2 separate regions of the Macaca fascicularis genome follow, and region 2 is linked to region 1. The links are chromatin contacts, called in public Hi-C maps. All regions are on one chromosome and are shown on one strand. The core of a region is the stretch at or near the end of the contact, and the rest is flanking DNA. Distances in the headings are between cores, read along the strand shown.

Evidence for each region. Hi-C and Micro-C count contacts between places; a contact is called where the count stands out from the background.
Region 2: a Hi-C map of liver shows a contact between it and region 1, with 5 times the contacts expected there. The contact joins the enhancer-like site here to the promoter of LOC141407064 in region 1. A contact is called at or near these places in 2 of 2 Hi-C or Micro-C datasets (liver and skeletal muscle).

The regions. Positions count from the first base shown.
Region 1 is chr1:14,524,164-14,528,008 of T2T-MFA8v1.1, forward strand. It overlaps LOC141407064, which reads right to left and starts at 2,239. Exons shown (of 9, transcript XM_073994398.1): 1 at 1-2,239. The coding sequence starts at 1,708. The coding sequence ends at 722. IRF2BP2 (interferon regulatory factor 2 binding protein 2) reads left to right here and starts at 1,032. Exons shown (of 2, transcript XM_005539751.5): 1 at 1,032-2,754; 2 at 3,352-3,845. The coding sequence starts at 1,707.
Region 2 is chr1:14,634,917-14,638,761 of T2T-MFA8v1.1, forward strand. No RefSeq gene overlaps it. Among named protein-coding and RNA genes, the nearest start is that of TARBP1, 20 kb to the right of the region's middle. Within about 2 kb of position 2,010, at least 1 of the 6 cell types and tissues checked has an H3K27ac peak or open chromatin away from gene starts, as enhancers often do. A contact at or near this core is called in liver, where this site is marked.

The DNA.
Region 1 (3,845 bases), core at 989-3,488:
ACCCCGCGGAGGCGAGCAGGACTTCCCCCCACGACTCGCGCCCGCGCCTCCCGCCACCTCGAGTCCAAGTTCGGGCCCGGGGCGGCGCCTGGACGCCCAGACTCGCCGAAGGGGGTGGGGCCTGCGCTGTGACGCGGTCGCGCTGGCCGTACACCCCGGATCCCTGGAATGTGCATTCGTTCCACGAGGCCCTAGTGCCAGCGGCGCCGAGGCACGTCTGCGCGGAGCGTGCGCACACGCGGCGGCGGCCGCCCACGGTCCCGAGTCCACGTCACGCGCCCGCCGCGCAGACCTACATAAGGCGGCCGGGGCAACTGGCGCGGCGAGGCCCTAGCTGAACAGGGCGGGCTGGACGGGGCTAAGAGCAGCACTTGGTGTTCGCGAGCTGCTAATCCGAACCGCGCTCCCTCCCCTCCAGAGGGCTCCGTGGAAAACGCGCGAGCCAGCTGGCGGCGTGTGCACGTGGTGCTGGGCTTGGGAACATCCAGATTCTCCCTAGTTAGTAAAAGGGGCAGGCGGCGGGTATGTCCTTCCCAAGACAAATGCAAATGCAAAGCACCAGTGACGGATTTCATGCTCTTGTGTCCGACATTGAGCTTTCAAGTATAACTCCTAAAAAACCAGAACTGTGAACCACGCTAGACCTAAAATCCCCATTCTCAGGAGACTGACGGAAACCAAGTGACAAAGTGGCCTTGCATAAAAGAAAAAGAAATGGCTTTTAGCACGATTTGGTCCAGAGGCACACCAGGGGAAAACATCCTGAGGGTGGTCGAGACAGCCGGGTGGGGCGTGAAGTGAGGGAAAGTGGAGGAAAAGCACACGACCACTTTGCGCCGTGTTCCGAGGGGACACCAGCGCTGCGCTGCCGCGCTGCCCCGCGAGCGGGCGGGCGCCACAGAGCCGGCTCTCCCGACAGCGCTCCTTCGGCGCGCAGGGGGGAGGGGAGCGCGCGCGCGGGAGGGCGGGCACGCGCCCGAGGGGAGGGGGCCCGCGCAGGCGCTGTGCGAGACTGTCGAAGAATCAAGTCTGTAGAAGTGGAGCGGCCGCGGCGGCAGCAGCAGCAGCGACGGTGGCGGCGGCAGAGCTGAGGCGGGCTGGCCGCTGACGCTGGCGCTGGAGAGCGGCGACGCCAGGAGCTGTGAGAGAGCGGCGGAGCGACCCGGGGCCTGCGCCGCACCCGAGCTCCACGCCGCCCAGCCGCCGCCGCCCCGGCGCGGCATGCCCCGCCGCTCGGGCTGAGCCTGCCCCGGCGGCCGCCCCCCGCCCCCTGCCCCCCCGGCCTCCCCGCCCCCCGCCCCGCACACTGTGCCGGCCGCCGCCGCGACCTGCTGCGCTCCCCCGCGCCCGCGCGGCCCGTCTTCGCCCCGGTCTGGAGGCCCGCCGCGGCTCCAGCCGAGCCCCCGCCGCCGCGCCCGCCGCACCGCCGCACCGCGCCGCCCGCCCGCGCCCGCGCCGGCCGGGGGGAACTGCTGCCGCGGCTGCAGCCCCTCGCCTCGCGCCCGCCGCCCCTCGTGCACCGGGGGCGCTGCGCGGGCGCCGAGCCTTCGCGGGCTTTGCCGCCGCCGCCGCCGCCTTTGCGGCCGCCGCCGCCGCTGGTGGGGGAGACGCGGGGTTGGGGGGGGAGGAGGGCGCGCGTGGTGCCGGTGGGGGGCGGCGGCGGCGCCCCCTCCTCCTCCTCCTCCGGCGCCGCGGGCTCCTCGGACATGGCCGCGGCGGTGGCGGTGGCGGCCGCGTCCCGGCGGCAGTCGTGCTACCTGTGTGATCTGCCCCGCATGCCCTGGGCCATGATCTGGGACTTCACCGAACCTGTGTGCCGCGGCTGCGTCAACTACGAGGGCGCCGACCGCGTCGAGTTCGTCATCGAGACAGCGCGGCAGCTCAAGCGGGCGCACGGCTGCTTCCCGGAGGGTCGCTCCCCGCCCGGCGCCGCGGCCCCGGCCGCCGCCAAGCCGCCGCCGCTCTCGGCCAAGGACATCCTCTTGCAGCAGCAGCAGCAGCTCGGCCACGGCGGCCCCGAGGCGGCCCCGCGCGCGCCGCAGGCCCTGGAGCGCTACCCCCTGGCGGCCGCGGCCGAGCGGCCCCCGCGCCTCGGCTCTGACTTCGGCGGCAGTCGTCCGGCCGCGAGCCTGGCCCAGCCGCCGACGCCGCAGCCGCCGCCCGTGAACGGCATCTTGGTGCCCAACGGCTTCTCCAAGCTAGAGGAGCCTCCCGAGTTGAATCGCCAGAGCCCGAACCCGCGGCGCGGCCACGCGGTGCCGCCCACCCTGGTGCCGCTCATGAACGGCTCGGCCACGCCGCTGCCCACCGCGCTCGGCCTCGGCGGCCGCGCTGCCGCCTCCTTAGCCGCGGTGTCCGGAACCGCGGCCGCCAGCCTGGGCTCCGCGCAGCCCACCGACCTGGGCGCCCACAAGCGGCCGGCATCCGTGTCGAGCAGCGCGGCCGTGGAGCACGAGCAGCGCGAGGCGGCAGCCAAGGAGAAGCAACCGCCGCCGCCTGCGCACCGGGGCCCGGCGGACAGCCTGTCCACCGCGGCCGGGGCCGCCGAGCTGAGCGCGGAAGGTGCGGGCAAGAGCCGCGGGTCTGGAGAGCAGGACTGGGTCAACAGGCCCAAGACCGTGCGCGACACGCTGCTGGCGCTGCACCAGCACGGCCACTCGGGGCCCTTCGAGAGCAAGTTTAAGAAGGAGCCGGCCCTGACTGCAGGCAGGTTGTTGGGTTTCGAGGCCAACGGGGCCAACGGGTCTAAAGCAGGTAGGGGCGGCTGTGAAGTGAGGGGTTCTAGGGGAGAAAAGGGGACGGAGAGCAGAGGAGGGGTGGTTCTTTCGATTCACCATTTTACCCCAGCTCAGAAACAACAAACACCCCACTTCCTGATCTGCCTGAGGCGGAACCAGTGCTTAGTGGCAACGTGTTCATGTGCTGAAGCAGCATAACAGAGATGAGTCAGACTGGGCTGATACGCTCTGACACGGGGTTTTCCTTTCCCAGCACATTCTTGGATGGGAGCATGAGGGCACTAGTCACCTTTTAACCTATTGGGGGACATTAGCAGTCACATGCCCAGTGCAAACTAGGGTACTTTTGTGCATGTGTAAAAACAGGCAGTTACAAGCCTGCCATTTTCAGTGGCTCCGTTTTATTTTCAGTCTACTGCCTCAGAACCCCACACGCCTAAATGTTTCAAGTTGCGTGTATGTGCACCTGAAACTCGTAGGAGGGTTTTCCGTCTGTGCTTTTAGAGAGGAGGAATTCTGTAACGAGTTTTGTTTCGGGTTAGGAAGGGAAGGATCCCTTTCAGTGCACCGCCATTTATGTTTCCTTTTTCCTTTTATTTCTTTGTGTTTCCAGTTGCAAGAACAGCAAGGAAAAGGAAGCCCTCTCCAGAACCAGAAGGTGAAGTCGGGCCCCCTAAGATCAATGGAGAGGCCCAGCCGTGGCTGTCCACATCCACAGAAGGGCTCAAGATCCCCATGACTCCTACATCCTCTTTTGTGTCTCCGCCACCACCCACTGCCTCACCTCATTCCAACCGGACCACACCGCCTGAAGCGGCCCAGAATGGCCAGTCCCCCATGGCAGCCCTGATCTTAGTAGCAGACAATGCAGGGGGCAGTCATGCCTCAAAAGATGCCAACCAGGTTCACTCCACTACCAGGAGGAATAGCAACAGTCCGCCCTCTCCGTCCTCTATGAACCAAAGAAGGCTGGGCCCCAGAGAGGTGGGGGGCCAGGGAGCAGGCAACACAGGAGGACTGGAGCCAGTGCACCCTGCCAGCCTCCCGGACTCCTCTCTGGCAGCCAGTGCCCCGCTGTGCTGCACCCTCTGCCACGAGCGGCTGGAG
Region 2 (3,845 bases), core at 760-3,259, 110 kb after region 1:
TCCAGTATGTCATGAAAACTGAAACCTGGTTTTGAGTTTCCAAATTCACACAGAGCCAGTCTTGACGGAAGATGTGTGAGGCAGCAAGGGCGAGTAGCACCACAGCACAACTGAGACACTCAGCACTTGGTTCTATTTCTAGCTCTGCCACCTCCTTGCTATGTGGCCTGAGGCTGGTCACCTGCTTTCACTTAGTTACCTTTCCCTAGAACTGGGGGAGAGGGGAGCTTTTTACCATATTGTTCCAGGACCTGAGGGTGTGTATGCTGAAACAGTAGCATTCCTCTGAATCTCTTTGAATTACAGTGCACACATCTTCAGGATATCACAGGCATCCCATCCATACCAACACGTGCCTTCTTTCCCTAGTCATTTTTCTTCAACTATTCCCCTTTGAGCTGGGCTAAGAGAACAACATTCTGGACTCATTCCTTAGGTGCACTGTTGGTCGTCTCACAGACTTAAATATATACATCTGTCCCACTTTTAGAGAAAATAGGACCAAAATCTATTACATGTATTTTAGGCCCTCTATCTGAATTCTGAAGTCTTGCTCTGACTTCTTTTTCGGCTTCAGCTTTTGATTTCAGGCACATTCACACTTGTTTAGCTTTCAACTTACAGAGAATGCTGGAAAAGAGATTCATGTATTATTTAGAACATTCATCCAAATGCCCTCCCAGATCCCTTCTAACTCCATGAGGTCCCATGAGTCTGTGAAATGCATGGGCAAAGGAAGAGGAACTGAGGCTTTGAAGTCAGATATACCAAGTTCCAATTCCTTATTCTCAAATTTACTAGTTGTGTGACTTTGGGTGAGCTGCTTAACCTTATAGGAGACTAGGGTCCTCATCTAAAAACCTGGGCCAGTGCCAACTACGGAGCCATGACTGTGAGGATTAAATGAGACATTACTTCCATAAAAACATGGAACAGAGTGTGAGGCATACAGTAGGTGACAAGGTAGATATTAGATCCTGCTTTTCATTACTGGTGCAAGTCTCTGGTGGGTCAAACATGTGGGATGTCGTATATTTGAATATTGCTTCAGTCTTCACTTCCATGGTTTTATTTCAAAAAGAGAAAGAAAGAAGGAAATAAACAGTAACTGTCAGAGGCCTTTCGGAAAGCATCACCCATCCATTGAAATGTGCTTTCCATTCAAAAACTACCTTATTAATTATTCATTGCTTTTGGAACTGAAAATGAGAACAGAGCTTAAGACCCAGAGTTGGACAAGAACAGTGTTCCAACTGCTTGATTTCTGTCATTTCCTGGTATCTAGGCAGTACATCCCAAATCTGAGATTTGCAGTTTCGGGAGTCAAGCAAACTTTAGGCTTGATGATCAGTCAGGTTTAGTCAGGTTTAGCCAATGCCCTGGAATGACTCTTCTCTTTACTTTCATTTCCACTCCCGGCTCTGCATTTCTGGGGGATTATTTCACTGCATGGGTGGCCCGAATCCCTTGGCCTTCAGCCTTATGGCTCGTTCCACCGCTCTGGGCAAGTCATAACCACCCGAACATGCAAGTCTTTCTTTCGTGCCCCAGTGGCATGAGGAACATCATTAACTCTTCAGGGCTGAGGTTTGGGATTACTTAAAAATCTTACATCCCCCTGTGTTTGCAGTCAGAACACCAGAGTAACAGAGTGTTTGCAGGGCTTGTTTTCATGCCAGAAATGAGGTTGCCCTAACACACAATCCTTGAGATGTTTTTTCCCTAACGATTGTACTTCACCGGGATTGTGGGTTACAAAATGGAAGCTCAGTGCTTCCGGCTTCGAGTTCCAGTAGAACAAACGTGCAAGAGACTCCTCGGCTTGGAAACTCTTCAGACCGGGGAAAGGCTGCCGATGTGTCCCAGGAGGGGAAGGGCAGGAGGAGCACAGCTGTGCGGGGCGGGGGGTGTTTCACATGCATCTCTAAAGATGAGCTTCCTAAAGTGTAAAAAGGCAGGGGAAAGACACATTTCCCAAGGCCTGGGGCCAGTGCGGGGACAAACGCAAGGCTGGCGTGCGTGCATTGCGGGTTCCGCGCGCCATCTGGTGGCTTCGGGCTGGCATTGGGCGCACCATCCGGGCTTTCACCCCATTGACAGAGACTTCATAGAAGGAACCCTTTGTGGGCGTTTAAGTTCTGTTGGAAGTGATCACCAGGAGGACACCAAGGGCCAGATGTTCCAAATTCCACTCCTTATCCTACAATTGGACACTGAAAGCCTCAGGTTCTCTTTGACAAGGGGGCACTGATCCTTCCTTCAGGACCAGCCTTCCTATCACACAGCAATGTGAGCACTCAGCTCTGGGCAGCCTGGCCCCTCTGTGCCTTGCTTTCCACATCATGACCCCGCATGACGGGCCACAGAGAGTCTTCCCTTTGCCCCTACCTGGAACGTGTGTATTCCCTTCCAGCCTTCTGAATCCCACAGTTCTCAAGGCTCAGTCCACAGACATCTTTACATCCTTAGAATATTTGCCTCATAATTTGTTCATACTAGTGTTTCCAAAGTGTGTTCCAAGAACAATGGTTTTATTCATCAGAACTGTATCTCTTTTTGAAAAGGCATTCAAAGTTTGGGAAAGTCAGGGTTATGCAAAGGTTGAACAGACGTGATTGCAGGATATCTCAGGAGCATTATGCATACTGAGAATGTAGTGGATTTCTAAGAAGGAACTACAGTTTGCTATAGTTTCTAAACTTGTTTGACATCCAAACCTTCCTCCTATCTCCACTTTTGAAGTGTATGTTGCCAATATTGCATTTAATAAAACAATTTTAAGGAAAAGTAGCGTCCTGTTCACTTGACCCATGATTATGTAGCTATCTTTTTAAAACTGGAAGACATCTGTATTCGTTTGCTAGGGCTATTATATTGCCTCACAGTTGTGGAGGCTGAAGGTCCAAGACCAATGTATTGGCAGGGTGTGTTTCTTCCGAGGCCCCTCTCCTTGGCTTATAGATGGTCATCTTCTCTCTGTGTCACCACATGGTCTTCCCTCTGTGCCAATCCATGTCCTAGTTGCCTTCTCTCTTTTTCTTTTCATTTCTTCTGCTCCTCCTCCTCCTCCTCCTTCCTCTTCTTCTTCTTTTTAAGATGGAGGTCTCACTATGTTGCCCAGGCTGGTCTCGAACTCCTGAGCTCAAGAGATCCTTCTGCCTCAGCCTCCCAAAGTGCTGAGATTACAGGAATGAGCCACTGTGCCCAGTCCTAATTTTCTCTTCTTATAAGGACATCAGTTATATTGGGTTAGGACCCACCAACATGACCTCATTTTACCTTAATCATCCTTTTAACGTCCCCATGTCCCACTACAGTTACATTCAGAGGTAGTGGGGGTTAGGACTTTAACAAAGGAATTTTGGGAAGCCACAATTCAGCCCGTAACAACATCTTATTGTTGTATCTGTAGGGTAAAATGTATGCTTCAATGGAAAATTATGCATTGTTTAGAGCAGGGTTGGCCAACTACAGCCAGTAAGCCAGATCCAGTTAGTCACCTGTGTTTGTAAATAAAGTTTATTGCACACAGCCACATTCACCCTTCACATTTTGTCTAAGATTACTTGCATGTTCAATGGCAGTTGAATATCTGTACAAAAACCATATGGCTTGCAAAACCGAAAACATTTACTATCTAGCCCTTTGTAGGAAAAGGTCTAGAGCCCACCCACTCTTCAGGGTTATCTAATTTTGATCCTATAGGGGCTGTGCACCTTTCGTGGCCTTTGAGCTATTTTACAACTCAATAAGTTGGACATAATGGATAACAATGCAAAACAATCCTTGCCTACAGAAGAGAAGCAGCCAGTTTTGCCTCAGTTTGCTTATTCCTTTCAGTATCC